Regions from separate parts of the Mus musculus genome. Here region 2 is linked to region 1. The links are chromatin contacts, called in public HiChIP or PLAC-seq maps. All regions are on one chromosome and are shown on one strand. The core of a region is the stretch at or near the end of the contact, and the rest is flanking DNA. Distances in the headings are between cores, read along the strand shown.

Region 1 (6,522 bases), core at 2,974-5,473:
GCATCGTGACTGATGTGTGGGCTGCCAGCCGAGGCTGGTCCACGCCTCCTGTTCTTCCACGTGTCTGTCTGAATCACTCTCAGACACGGTTACCAGACACTATCAATCTTTGGGATTTTTCAGAATTAAGGTTTCAAGGGTGGTGAATTTTCATGTTTAGCAAGCTGTGCCTGAGGGCGAGGGGGTGAGCTTGGTGCGGGCGAGTTTAGATGCCAGGTCCCTGGCTCCCAGGCCTCAGAGCTCACTGTTCACATTTGGTTTTATGCTTCCTTCTCCCCTGCAGATTTTTCATTTGCTCCCATTCCTTTGCCAGCATCTACTCTGTTTGCCAAAAAATGGCCATAAGCAAGTGGATCAAGTTGGGGCCCTGGGAGCCAGAGACTTGGTACTTGCTGGTGGCTTCTTTAGGCACCGTCACCATGCTGACAGCTATGGTGCCACCCCTGCTCTGCCCCTCGCTGAAGTAAAATTCACTGTGTGAATTAAATGTCTCTGAGATGGCTTTTCCATCTTGCCTTGGGAAATGGGTTCTGTGAACTGCAGAGCTGGTAAGCAGAAAACAGACGAACAAGCCAAGCTGCCCTGTCTGGCAACACCAGTTCCAAAAGCGAGAATGCTCACAGACCAGGCAGCATGAAGCCGCCTTGTGGCAAAGCCCCTACCCCCACTTCCCGGCACACTTGGTTCAGGGTATGCATACAGGACACATAGGCAACGAGGGAGTCTGGAGACAGCCTTGGCTGCCACTGGTCTCCCGTCCTCAGGGGCTGCTCAGTTTCCTTTGATGCTTCTGGAGATAGGAATGATGGTGGCTGACTCTCTCCTGGGCTCGTGTGGGGCTGGTGGAGCTGCCAGATTCCAAGTGTTCTCAGAGCAAGCTGCAGCTCAAGGGCCGTCCCTGGCATGTGGCTTTTATTTTGGGAGACTACAGGGGCCATGAACTTCTTTGGCATCTTCCTCCTGACATCCTCCTAATGCACGTGTTGACACCAAAAGCTCCCACTGGGCTGGGTGTGGGACAGACAGTTAGATCTCTAAGTTCAAGTCCAGCCTGGTCTACAGGGTGAGTTCCAGGATAGTCAGGGATACATAGAGAAACCCTGTCTGGGAAAACAAACAAGCCAACAAAAACAACTTCACTCCTGCAAAACAAAAACAAAACACCCTCCACTGGGCCTGAAAGAAACCCCATGGTCAAGGCCAGGATGTTGCTCAGTGTACAGCCTAGCACACCCCGGGCCCTGGATTCCACCCATCCCAGGAGAGCAAAATCAGCCAGCCAGCCCACCCTTTCATCTTTACACTTAACAAAGCCTCGAGTTGGTACACGTTATAAAGTTTGCCAGAGCCAGCAAGACGGCTCAGCCGGGAAGGGTGCTTGCTGCCAAGCCTGGTCATCTGAGTTGGATCCCTGAAGCCAACACAGCAGGAGAAGATGATGGACTCTCAAAAAAAACAAACAAACAAACAAAAAAAAAAACATGTACTCTGACCTCCACACTGGCACTGCGGGCACCCGCTTGCATGCTCATGTGTGTGCACATTCACAATTAAAAATAAGAAATAAGTAATAACACTTGCTTCATATCTTGCTTGGCTTCCCCTTTATAATCTCTGTCTCTCTCTCTGTCTCTCTGTCTCTGTCTCTCTCTATCTCTTTCTGTCTCTCTCTGTCTCTCTGTCTCTCTCTCATTTTTCAACTTTGTTGCTTTTGTTTGTTTTGAGACAGGATCTCCCTGTATAGCTTCAGCTGTCCTGGAACTTGCTACAGAGCCCAGGCTGGCCTCAAACTTGTAGGAAATCTCCCACCAACTCCGGAGTTCTGTGATTACAGGGGTTTGCCACCATGCCTGGCTTTTCTCCACTCTCCGAAAACAGTAGTAAAATACGCAGTACACAAGACTAGTCATCTTCGTCATTTCTAAGGGCATACCTCAGTTCACCTTTACTCGGGAATAAACATGCTCTGTGTTCTCTGGGTGGCATGGCCATGTGACCCAGGCCCAGCTTCTGCCTGTGATCCTATAATCTCACTGCTCGCCTACCCACCGCCCTTTGCCCTTCCGCCGTTCACACAGTAACCATCTAGGCCAGTGTGAAACTCTTTTCATGAGTTATAGTTCTACTAGAATGTCACCTTCAAAAAGAGAGCCACCTAGAACAGCAGCTGGCAAAGGCCCAAATAGGAAGTATTTCAGGTTTTCCAGGTTGTGTGGTCTTCCTGTAACTGCTCAGCCCTGCTACCACAAGGCAGGAGTGGTTACTGTCCACCCAGCAGAGACTGGGAGTAGCTGTGGCCCCATCAGACTTATCTACAATCAAGAGACTTGCTGGGATTGGCCCGTGGGCTGGGGTTTATCATTCTCAGGCCCCTGCTGCCCCGCTGTCCCCTGAATTCTCTTCCTGGATTTTCCCACAGCTTCTTGAAGCTCAGTGAGGGCAAGTCTGGCTTCGCTGTCCCCAGAGCTAGCTCACTCAGTGCCTGGCATCAACAACAGAAGCCTTGTGTATGCCGAAAGAAGGACTTGTTTCCAGTGACTCACATGAACCCAGGAAGGTCCTGGGAGTCAGCCAGCAGAGTATAGAGCCCAGACAGTAACTGTCCACACTGGCAGTCTGGTGTGACCCCTAAGAGACCTCAGGGATGCTTTCCAGGAAGAGACCAGGCACTTACCTCTCTCATGACTTGTCGGCAGGCTCCACAGGGAGAGATGAACTCTTCTTGCAAGTCACTGGGGAGACAAAGATTCAACTGAGAGCGGTCTGCCACAAGGCTCTTGGCCGACGGCTGAAATTCACAAACTAAGTCCCTGTCCTGTTACAAATCAGGTCACATTCCATCAGACAGTCCTTGAGTCCCAGAATCATGTGTCCTGGAGGCTGGGAAGACTGCTTGGCTTGGCGGCTGGCCACACTTCCGAAATCAAAGCCACGGCGGTAAAGCTACCTCATCAGTGAGCTCATAAATGTTTAAGGGGCCTTTAGCTTGTCTGTCACCACGCTCCAGGAGACAGGGATGAAGGAGAGCTTGTCTTTTGTAGGATGGCTGGACCCAGGAGGCATGACACAAAGCTAGATGATTTATTAAATAAAATGCCAAAAGAACACATGATAAAAGAGTAGTAAGCCGGCCACAGGAGTGAGACAATGTCTCGCACAGAAGGTGACACCAGCTGGTCGCCACAAGAAGAATAGAGTCATGCATTCCCATTTAGTGAAAAACTACTAGACCAGACATTTAACAAGCAGGGAATCAGGATAGCCGTTTCATTTTCAAGGTCATAGATTTGGTGAGATAAATAACAGAATGGCTATGGTGGGTGGGTAGAGAGATGGCTCTGTGATTAAGAGCACTTTCTGCTCTTCCAGGAGAACTGAGCACCTGTACGGTGGCTTACAAACACCTGTAACTCTGGCTTTAGAAGAGCTGAAGCCTTCTGTCCTCCATGGACACACACACAGACAACACACACACAGACAACACACACACATACACACACCATGTATATAAAAATGTTGGGGGGCTGGAGAGATGGCTCAATGGATAAGAGCACCCGACTGCTCTTCCGAAGGTCCAGAGTTCAAATCCCAGCAACCACATGGTGGCTCACAACCATCCGTAACAAGATCTGACTCCCTCTTCTGGAGTGTCTGAAGACAGCTATAGTGTACTTACATATAATAAATAAATAAATAAATAAATCTTAAAAAAAATAAATAAAAAATAAAAATGTTGGAGCCGGGCGGTGGTGGCGCACGCCTTTAATCCCAGCACTCAGGAGGCAGAGGCAGGCGGATTTCTGAGTTCCAGGACAGCCTGGTCTACAAAGTGAGTTCCAGGACAGCCAGGGCTATACAGAGAAACCCTGTCTCGAAAAACAAAAACAAATGTTGGTAAAAAGGAAGAAAGGGGGATGGACGAAAAAAGAAGACAGGCTCCGAAAGGCTCTGGGATAGAAGAATACCACGTATATGTATCAAAGAGAAGGATGGGCTGCTGGCATCCGAGGGAAACAGGAAGCAAGACACACGCTTCCAGCCAGGTTGCCTTCAAGAATTCAGGCACCTTTGTGCCATTGTCTGGCTCAGACAGAGGACAGGGATGATGTCCAGAGAGTGAAGATTTGGCTGTGGGGCCTTGGTGGCCACAATCCCTACCCTTCTGGGCCCACAGCTTGGGGACGGCTGGAAAAGAGCATGGGATTTGGGCCAACTTCCTGTTTGGCTCACTGTGTGGCTCTGAGTCATCTTAAGTCACCCAGGATCCTTCCTTTGTCTGTCACACGTGGGTCACACTGATACTGTCATCTACTTGGAAGGATTTCAACAAAATGACATAGCATGTCCCAAGGATGTAAAACTTTATTTTTGAGACAAAGTCTCATGTAGCCCAGGCTGGCCTCCAGCTTGCCACATAGCCGTGGATAACCTTGACCTCATGAGCCTCCGGCTTCTGTCTCCTGAGTTCCTGTATTACAGGCACGCACCGCCAGGCCTGGTTTTATGCAGTGCTGGGGATGGAAGCCAGGGCTTTATGCAGGCTAGGTAGGCATTCTTCCAGCTGAGCTAAGTCCCAACCCCAGGGGTTTTATAAGCCTCCGAGTGCTATATTGTTATTGCCGGGGCTAATTTCCGCACACCTTCCATGTGTGGCCTCTTCCATATTTTAATACTTTACTGCATACTATTTTATTTCATGCAGTGTGCTCTATGCCGTCTATAATTAATATTGCCACGCGCCAACAGCAGCTGTTGTGCCGTGTACTGTGTGCCTAGCGTGCTGAGCTCCCTGAAAAGCATTCTGCAGAGGCTGGCTCATTTCAGATGACTAATATTTATTGAGTACTTACTCCATGCCTGGCACTAGGAACTGCCACGGGTGCTAGGGGTGCTATAATGAACAAGACACACAAATTCACCATGGTCACGTCTTTATAGACTAAAGAGCCAAACTAACTAGCCAGCAACGGACCAAGTGGAGGCAGTTAATGATGGGACAGAGAGGCCAGGGGCTGTTTTTTGGATTCCATGATAATTGACTTGTATCCGAAGGTCCAATCAAAGAATGTTTCTGGCTGGGCAGTAGTGGCACACACCTTTAATCCCAGCACTTGGAAGGCAGAGGCAGGCAGATTTCTGAGTTCGAGGCCAGCCTGGTCTACAGAGTGATTTCCAAGACAGCCAGGGCTAAACAGAGAAACCCTGTCTCAAAAGAAACAAACAAACAAACAAAAGAATGTTTCTGTTTTACTCCACCCCCCTTCAAGACAGGGTTTCTCTGTGTAGCCTTGGCTGTCCTGGAACTCACTATGTAGATCAGGCTGGCCTTAAGCACACAGAGATCCACCTGCCTTTGGCTCCTGAGTGCTGGGATTAAAGGCATGCTCTATTGTGCCTGGCAAATCAAAAACTGGTTTTGCTCCAGGAAAAAGTGGGATTTTCCCTGAGAAGGCTTCCTGCTTCAGAAGAAACCCCATGGGAACCTGAGGGAATGGGGGCCACTCTGCAGGGCACTCACTCTATGAGTCAAGTAAACTGTGCAGTCTCTGGGTGACTGGTGTTACAAAGCTTAGCCTGTCTTATGTTTCATTTCTTTCTACTTGTATTGATCCAGGGCCTGCTCTCAGCCAGGCAGGTATGGAAAAGGAGCAACAGAGACCTCCAAGAAGTGTTACCCAGGGAACTCTGCCTCCCTTCCACAGCCGGTGAGACCCTATGTGATCTGCCCCTGTCATTTCCCTTCTTGGATATGGTGGCTCAAGTCAGAAGTCACCGGAGGACCAATCCTGCGTCCTACAAGGAAGCTGGATTCAGCCTTAGTTTCAACCACCCAAAGTTCTAAACTGTGCTAAATAGCTCACTTCATTCTGCGCTGCAGTCCCAAATGTTCAGCCGAGGCTCTGCAGAGGAGCCAGCCAATCAGCTCATTTAATCTCCTAACATCCTAGAAGACATGAACCTGTGTGCAAGCTTTTACTGCGTGTTAAAGATCGTGGAAGAAGCAACTTACTCAGGGTCACAGAGCCAATCGGGGGCCCGGTCGGGATTTGAACTCAGAACCCACAAACTCTGCCTTTGCTTTTCTTATGGCTTGCCAAGTAAGAACAATAATGTCACAACTGTGGTTCTCCTTGGTGACACACTGTGTGCTAGGGAGTTCTCAGAAGTCAATTCACGTGGCCGGCCCACTCCCTCTCGTGAATTTTCCAGCTTAGAAAGCCAGGCTGAGGGCTGGGATTGTAGCTGGATGGATAGAGTACTTGACCACAGAGCCCAAAGAGGGTATGATGGCACAGACTTGCCGTCCCAGCATTCAAGTGGTGAAGGCAGGAAGATCAGAGTTTCATGGTCACAGCCTTGCTTGCAAAGTAAGTTCTAGGCCAGCCTGGCTTATGTGAGACCTAGTCAAAAAATAAAATAAAATAAAATAAAATAAAATAAAATAAAATAAAATAAAATAGCTAGGCTTAGAGGTTTCTAAGCATCTTAGGTGGACAGTAGGGCAGTCCCCAGTGACCTGGG
Region 2 (6,246 bases), core at 1,217-3,716, 170 kb after region 1:
TCTCTCTCTCTCTCTCTCTCTCTCTCTCTCTCTCTCTCTCTCTCTCTCTCTCTCTCTCTCTGTGTGTGTGTGTGTGTATGCGTGCACATGAGTACAGGTAGAGGTCAGAGGTCAATATCAGGTAATGTACTTCATGTGCTGTCCTCTTCAATTTCTTGAGACAGGGTCTCTCATCTCTCATTGGCCGGGGACTCACCTCATAGGATAACAAGGCTGGCCAGAGAGCCCCAGGGGTCTGCCTGTGTCTGCCTCTCTAGTGCTGGAATTAGAAGTGTAAAGGCTCCCTTTAGTGGGAGCCTGGGAATCGAACTCAGGTCTTTATTCTAATACAGCAAGCCCCCTCCCAGCCGAGCTATGCTCTTGGCTTCCCATCTCCCCCCTTTTTATTCTACCCGATGGGCCCTCAGCCTGTGAGGAGGTGCAGTGCACACTCAGAGCCTTGGTTCACCCTCTCTGGGAACACCCCCACAGTCTCAATGAGAGCCGAGGCGCCTTATGAATCTTCTAGATGCTTTTCAGTTCAATCAAGGTGACAATCATGATTAAATCACCAGGCATCTCAGGCTCTTGTTCTCAGCATCGTGGTAGGTTTTCCTGAATAAACATTTCTTTATTTGCTGAAGTCCTGGGGCCATTTCTGGAGACTTTAAGTGGTTGTTTTTAAGTAACTCTCAGCACTTTCCCTGGGGGACAGTTCTGTAGATCTTCCTGCATTTGCGAGCTGGAGGGGGAGTGGGAAGCCGGCTGGCTGAGTTCACAATCAGGAAGGTGATGGTTTTGCTTCTTGTTTTCTTCCCCAGTCTTTTCCTGTTCTTTGCTTTCTCCCAATATTGCTATATCCCCCCCCCACCTTCGTTCTCCATTTAAGGTTTTATTTCCCTGGAGTTGCTAGCTACCTTTTGAGAAAAAGCAGTTTGAGTATATTGATACTTAAAACAGTTCTTGCCCTGTCGCCTTCTTGCTGTGACATCCTTCCCTGCTGGCCCAGTGGTCCTCATCCCTGGGGTCTCCTGAGGGTGGCCAGATGACATCAGAGGAGCCACAGTCCCCAGCATGCTCACAAGATTGGGGCTGCCACAGGAGTCCAAGGCTGCTGAGGGTCTGGCTTGACGGTTTGTCCCTGTGTGTGTGTGTGTGTGTGTGTGTGTGTGTGTGTGTGTGTGCGCGCATGTGGGGGCTGGAGGTCAACTTCAGATAGGGTCCTCAATTACTCTTCACTTGGGTTCTTGTGACAGGCTCTCTGGCTTTTACCCGGATCTCACTGACGACCTGGGGAGTCAGTGAGCCCCAGGGATGGATCTCTCCCTGCCTTTCAGCTGTAGGGTTACAGGCGTGCGGCGCCATGTTTGCCTTTCATTTTTGCTTTAGATTCGAGTCATGGAGACACGCTCAGGTAGTCATGTTTGGGCAGTGAACATTTTGCTGACTTGGCCATCTTCCTAGTTCCATGATGTGTCAGGCTGCTTTGGCAGGTTGTCAACTCTAGTTCATCTTGGGGTCTCTAAACCTTCAGGGAAGGTAGCCTAGAATTCTTTCCTTGAAGCTCTGAAATTTGGGGCTATTGCCCCTGGGATACAAGCTGTTACTTGATAGTGTGTCTCCTGTGTTATAATGAATTGTGTGGTGCCTAGTTTATTTATTTATTCGACGTATGTTTTGCCTGTACAGATGTATGTATGTGCTCCGTGTGCCCATGGAAGCTAAATGAAGAGACTGGCTTCTCTAGAACGATAGCTATAGACAGCTGTGAGATACCATATGGATACCAGGAGCCACACCCACGTTCTCTTGGAGAGCAGTGAGTGATCTTAGCCATGACCCATGATGCTCAGCTTTAACTGTCAATTTAACACCTGGAAGGGAGTTGTGGTGACAGGTTGTTAATCAGCTGGCTGGGGTGTGTGTGTGTGTGTGTGTGTGTGTGTGTGTGTGTGTGTGTGTGTGTGTGTGTAGGGCTGTGCACATTTGCTCCGGCAGGGGGTGGGAGTGGTGGGAGGTTGTCTTGTTTGCCTTAACAAGATATGGGAAGATTTAGCCCTCCATGGGTGACACCACTCACTGGGTTCAGGCCTTGACCTGTATGGGAGTGAAGAGAGCTAGTTGCATATGAAGCTGGCATCCATTTCTCTCCGCTCTTGACTGTAGATGTGATATAAACAGCTGCTTCCATCTCCCGCCTCCGTGGCTTCCATATAAGGATTCACTGTAAACTGGAAATCAAAGATAAAATAAACTTTTTCTACCGAAAGTTGCCAAAATACCCAAAATCAGTTTTTTTTTTTAAACAGCAACACACAACAGTCATCTATCTCTTAGTGAGCATGCATATCAATATTGGGGTTGTTATTATTCCTATTTTGAGGTGGAACAAACAAACAAACGAACAAACCAGGCTCAGGGGCCAGTCATGACTGCGTAGCTGGAGGGCACACCTGAGATCAAACCCTTCCGACAGATCCGTGGGCAGCTCTGGTGTCATGCTTCATTGATCATCCTGAGTAAACGTTTGTTGAGTGACGAACAGTCATGACGCATGGTTTGTTGAGTGATTAGCAGGGATGACTGGCGGGCGGGCAGGGGGGGATGTAGGTAGCCGTGCCAACAGTAAAGAGTTTAAACAAACTGATTCTGTTGGTTGAGTCTCCGTCAGGGATGGGAGGGAAAGTGTGACTGGGCCAATGTAGTTAGTGTTTGGAATCAGATCTGAAGGTCAACCGGGTAATTCAGATGTTCTGGTGGGAACAAGAATGTCAAGGGCCTTTGGGCAGCATTTAAAATTAGATTATTATTATTGTTGTTGTTGTTATTGTGTGTGTGGGTGGGTGGATGGGTGGGTGGGTGGGAGTTCTGCATGCCACAGCTTGCGTGAGGAGGTCAGAGACAGCTTTATAGAGTCCATTCATGTAGCCACCCTCCACTTTCACATAGATTCTGAACACTGAACTTACATCAAAAGACTTATACATCAAGCACCTCATGGGTTGTGCCATCTTGGCACACTGGCAGCCTCCTTTTGGATGCTGGGCGCTGGTCTTAGGGCAGAGCTCTCTCTGGCCTATCTGAGCCCTTTGCCTGGAGAAGCACCCTTTGCAGGGATGCATGGCTTTGATTGTGTCCCCTGGAGAAGCACCCTTTGCAGGGATGCATGGCTTTGATCGTGTCCCCTGGAGAAGCACCCTTTGCAGGGATGCATGGCTTTGATCGTGTCCCCTGGAGAAGCATCCTTTGCAGGGATGCATGGCTTTGATTCTTTCTGCCTGCTCCCTGGTTGGTCTCGCCTCTCCACGCTGTCCTGTAGATGGACGGAGTGGCCTGATAATCTGCTCAATGTTTGTTGAAAGAATAATAGTAAGTAGTCTTTCTTGGCCCTTGGAGGGTGAAAGGCCAGCTTGTGTCTCCACCCACCTAGCTTCCTGATGCTAACACGTCTTCTATGGCCATGGTACACTGACTGAAATGAAGATGCCTGTACGGGTACAATGCTGTGAACTCTGTTTTGGAAGGGTTTAGATGTCCCAGCTCTGCTCCAATGCTCTTTTCTTGTCTGATATCTGATCCTGAGTCTCCTGTTGCACGGACTCGTGACTTTTCCTTGGTATCTCCTGGTCCCTGACAGTATCAGTTTTTCCTTTTTTTTTTTTTTTTTTTTTTTTTCCTTTTTTGTGAGCTGACTGAAGGATCACCAGGCAGGCATTTTGGAGAATGGTTCTGAACTTGGATCTGTTTGCTACTTTCCTCTTGAGTCTGAAGAGCACAGTGCAGGGGTGAAGAGCCTCCCCCTAGCCCAGTGGAAGGATAGGTAGCCATGACATTGCTCCTTCCATTAGCCTTGACTACCAGGGAAGGCGGTATCTTACCTTTCTATTGCTGTGACAAAGCACCATGGTCAAGGCAGCTTATAAAAGAAAGCGTTTGACTGGAGGCATGCTTACAGTTTCAGAGGGTGAGTCCATAGCCATCATGGTGGGGAGTGCAGCCATAGGCAAGCAGCAATAGTGTTGGTTCACTAGGGAAGGGCCTATCACTAGGGAAGGGCTTATGTCTTAATCTGCAAGTTGGTTGGAGGTAGAGAGAGCTAAAGACTGAGCCTGGGGTGGGCTTTTGAAACCTCAACATTTCAAAACCACCTCCTCCCACAAGGCCATGCCTCCTAATCCTTCCCAAACAGTTCTACCAACTGGGGTCCAAGAATTCAAATATATGAGCCTGTGGGGCCATTCACAACCAACCCACCACAGGTGTGGTTTGTTTGATCTTTCCTCCATAAAGTGAGGGAGCTCACATTCAGGATATTCGCAGAGGAATAAACTGAGGCACATCAAGTAACATGTCTTACTTATCTATGGTTATGTGCCTACCGGGTCTTGATCTCAGCCATCTGGCTCAGACCTTTTTGTACCACGATAATGGGCATCTGCCCTGGTCACTGTCCTCACTGGCCACCTGGATTCTTGCAGTGGCTTTCTCTGTTTCCTCTGTGTCCCCATCTCTTACCCTACCCACCATTTCACTCTGCTTTGGCCAGGCTGGTCTCCTTTCTGCTTCACGAGTGTGTCAGGTGTGTTGGTACCCCAGGGATTTTGTCTATACTTCCCCTTCGCTCAGGATGCTACGTGTCACCCAGGGGCCTGTCCCTTTGCTGAGATATTATGTTCTGTATCTCGGTGGATTGTCTTCTCTACCACAGCCTGAAACCCATAAGGATAGACATTGTGAGTTACCTTGTTCATCAAAGGCCCTATTGCCTAGAACCGTGTCTGACACAGAGCAGGCACTCTGAGAATATGTGTGTGTAGCTCAGTTGGTAGGGTGTTTGCCTGATAGGTCTGATGTCCTGGGTTCAATCCCCAGCGCTACTAAAGCCAGATGTGGTGGCCCTTGCCTGTAATTCTAGTACGCAGGAGGATCAAAGTTTAAGGTCATCCTTGGCTATATAGCAAGACTGGGCCGCATGAGACCCTGCCTCAAACATAACAAAAAGCAAGCAAGCAAGAAAAAACATGTGCAGGAATACTGTGAGCTCACCAGCATCCATGATCTCTTGGTCACCCTATCCTCCATGAGAAGGACCGAAGACAAGAGTCTGTGAAATGTCATCAGAGACCTTTTTGGCTGTCTCGGAGTAATTTCCCAGTACTCCTTGAATCAGGTCATTTGAAAGCTTATAGATTTGCCAGGACTGACATGAAGTCTTCATCAGAGAAGAGGGAGGGTCTGTCTTGTTTAATACATCTCTGTGCACGTGCTGTTTGTCAGGGAAAAATAATATGAAGAAACCCATCAATGACTGGAGTTGTCTGTTCAGAAATCTACAAATGAAACCATTACCCTAGGGTGCTTCTCAGTCCCTACTGGTCCCTCCTCAAGGGTGGCTTTGCTCTTAAAGCATCCATGTAACACACATGGAAACACATGCATGCGTTTTCCTCCCAAGCCATTGTTAGGAGATGCTACACTTTTGCACACAGGCATCTCAGCAGCCTGACTAAAGGGAGCAAGCAGGGAAATGAGGTGATGCTCCTGAAGGGACACAGTGACAATAGTACACGGCTTAATGTAATGGTACACAAAGACTTTGCTGTGACCGGAGGCTCTGGGGAAACGGCAGAGAGGCTGATGGTGTGGGTGGGAGGTGGAAATCAGACTACCCCCGTCATCAGGGATAGCTTGCAGAAGCCCTCAGCTCCAGAGACCACTAAAAATAACCCTTGGTGCCTGCTGTGCACCCAGGGCTCAGTGCCCAAATCGCTCATTGTGTCTTCACCATGGAGATGCTAGGGGGAGAAACTGAGGCACATGGAGGTGGGGTATCTGGCCTGCAGAGGCCATCCCTCCAGACTGAACCGGAAGCTCTTTGTCTGCTTCCTTTTTCTTCAACGTTCTCCTTTCTTTTTCTCTATCCAACGCTCTCCCCACCGCCACAGAGTTTCTAGCCCAAGCTTGCCTTGTGACCTTGAACTCCTGATCCTTCTGCCTGTACCTCTCAAGGAACAATCCAATTCAGATTATATATCTAAACAGCAGGGGAAGGGGCTGCTGTGGCTTCTCAGGTGACCCTATTTCTGCACATTCCTCTTCAGAATCCCTTTGAGGTCCTCAGTTTCTAGGTGAGGTGACTCGGCTCAGGCTAGGCTGCCCAAGGAGGCGCCTTGCCATTGTGTTCCCCTTGATTCCCTAGGTAGAGGGGCTGTACCATAGACAGAAGCCAGATGCTGATGGCCAGATGGGTAAGAAGCCAGGCAGAGC

Evidence for each region. HiChIP or PLAC-seq counts read pairs in DNA pulled down with a chosen protein or histone mark.
Region 2: a FOXA1 HiChIP or PLAC-seq map of pancreatic cancer cells shows a contact between it and region 1. The contact joins two enhancer-like sites. A contact is called at or near these places in 1 of 484 Hi-C or Micro-C datasets (liver), 1 of 115 datasets of contacts at active chromatin or transcription factors (pancreatic cancer cells) and 1 of 9 other capture datasets (liver).

Annotation. Positions count from the first base shown.
Region 1 is chr4:138,340,833-138,347,354 of GRCm38.p6, forward strand. It overlaps Cda (cytidine deaminase), which reads right to left. Exons shown (of 4, transcript NM_028176.1): 3 at 2,675-2,732. Among named protein-coding and RNA genes, the nearest start is that of Pink1, 18 kb to the left of the region's middle. Within about 2 kb of position 4,224, at least 73 of the 459 cell types and tissues checked have an H3K27ac peak or open chromatin away from gene starts, as enhancers often do. A contact at or near this core is called in pancreatic cancer cells, where this site is marked.
Region 2 is chr4:138,507,600-138,513,845 of GRCm38.p6, forward strand. All of the region lies in intron 3 of Gm32549 (a long non-coding RNA gene), which reads left to right. Among named protein-coding and RNA genes, the nearest start is that of Gm32549, 14 kb to the left of the region's middle. Within about 2 kb of position 2,467, at least 12 of the 459 cell types and tissues checked have an H3K27ac peak or open chromatin away from gene starts, as enhancers often do. A contact at or near this core is called in pancreatic cancer cells, where this site is marked.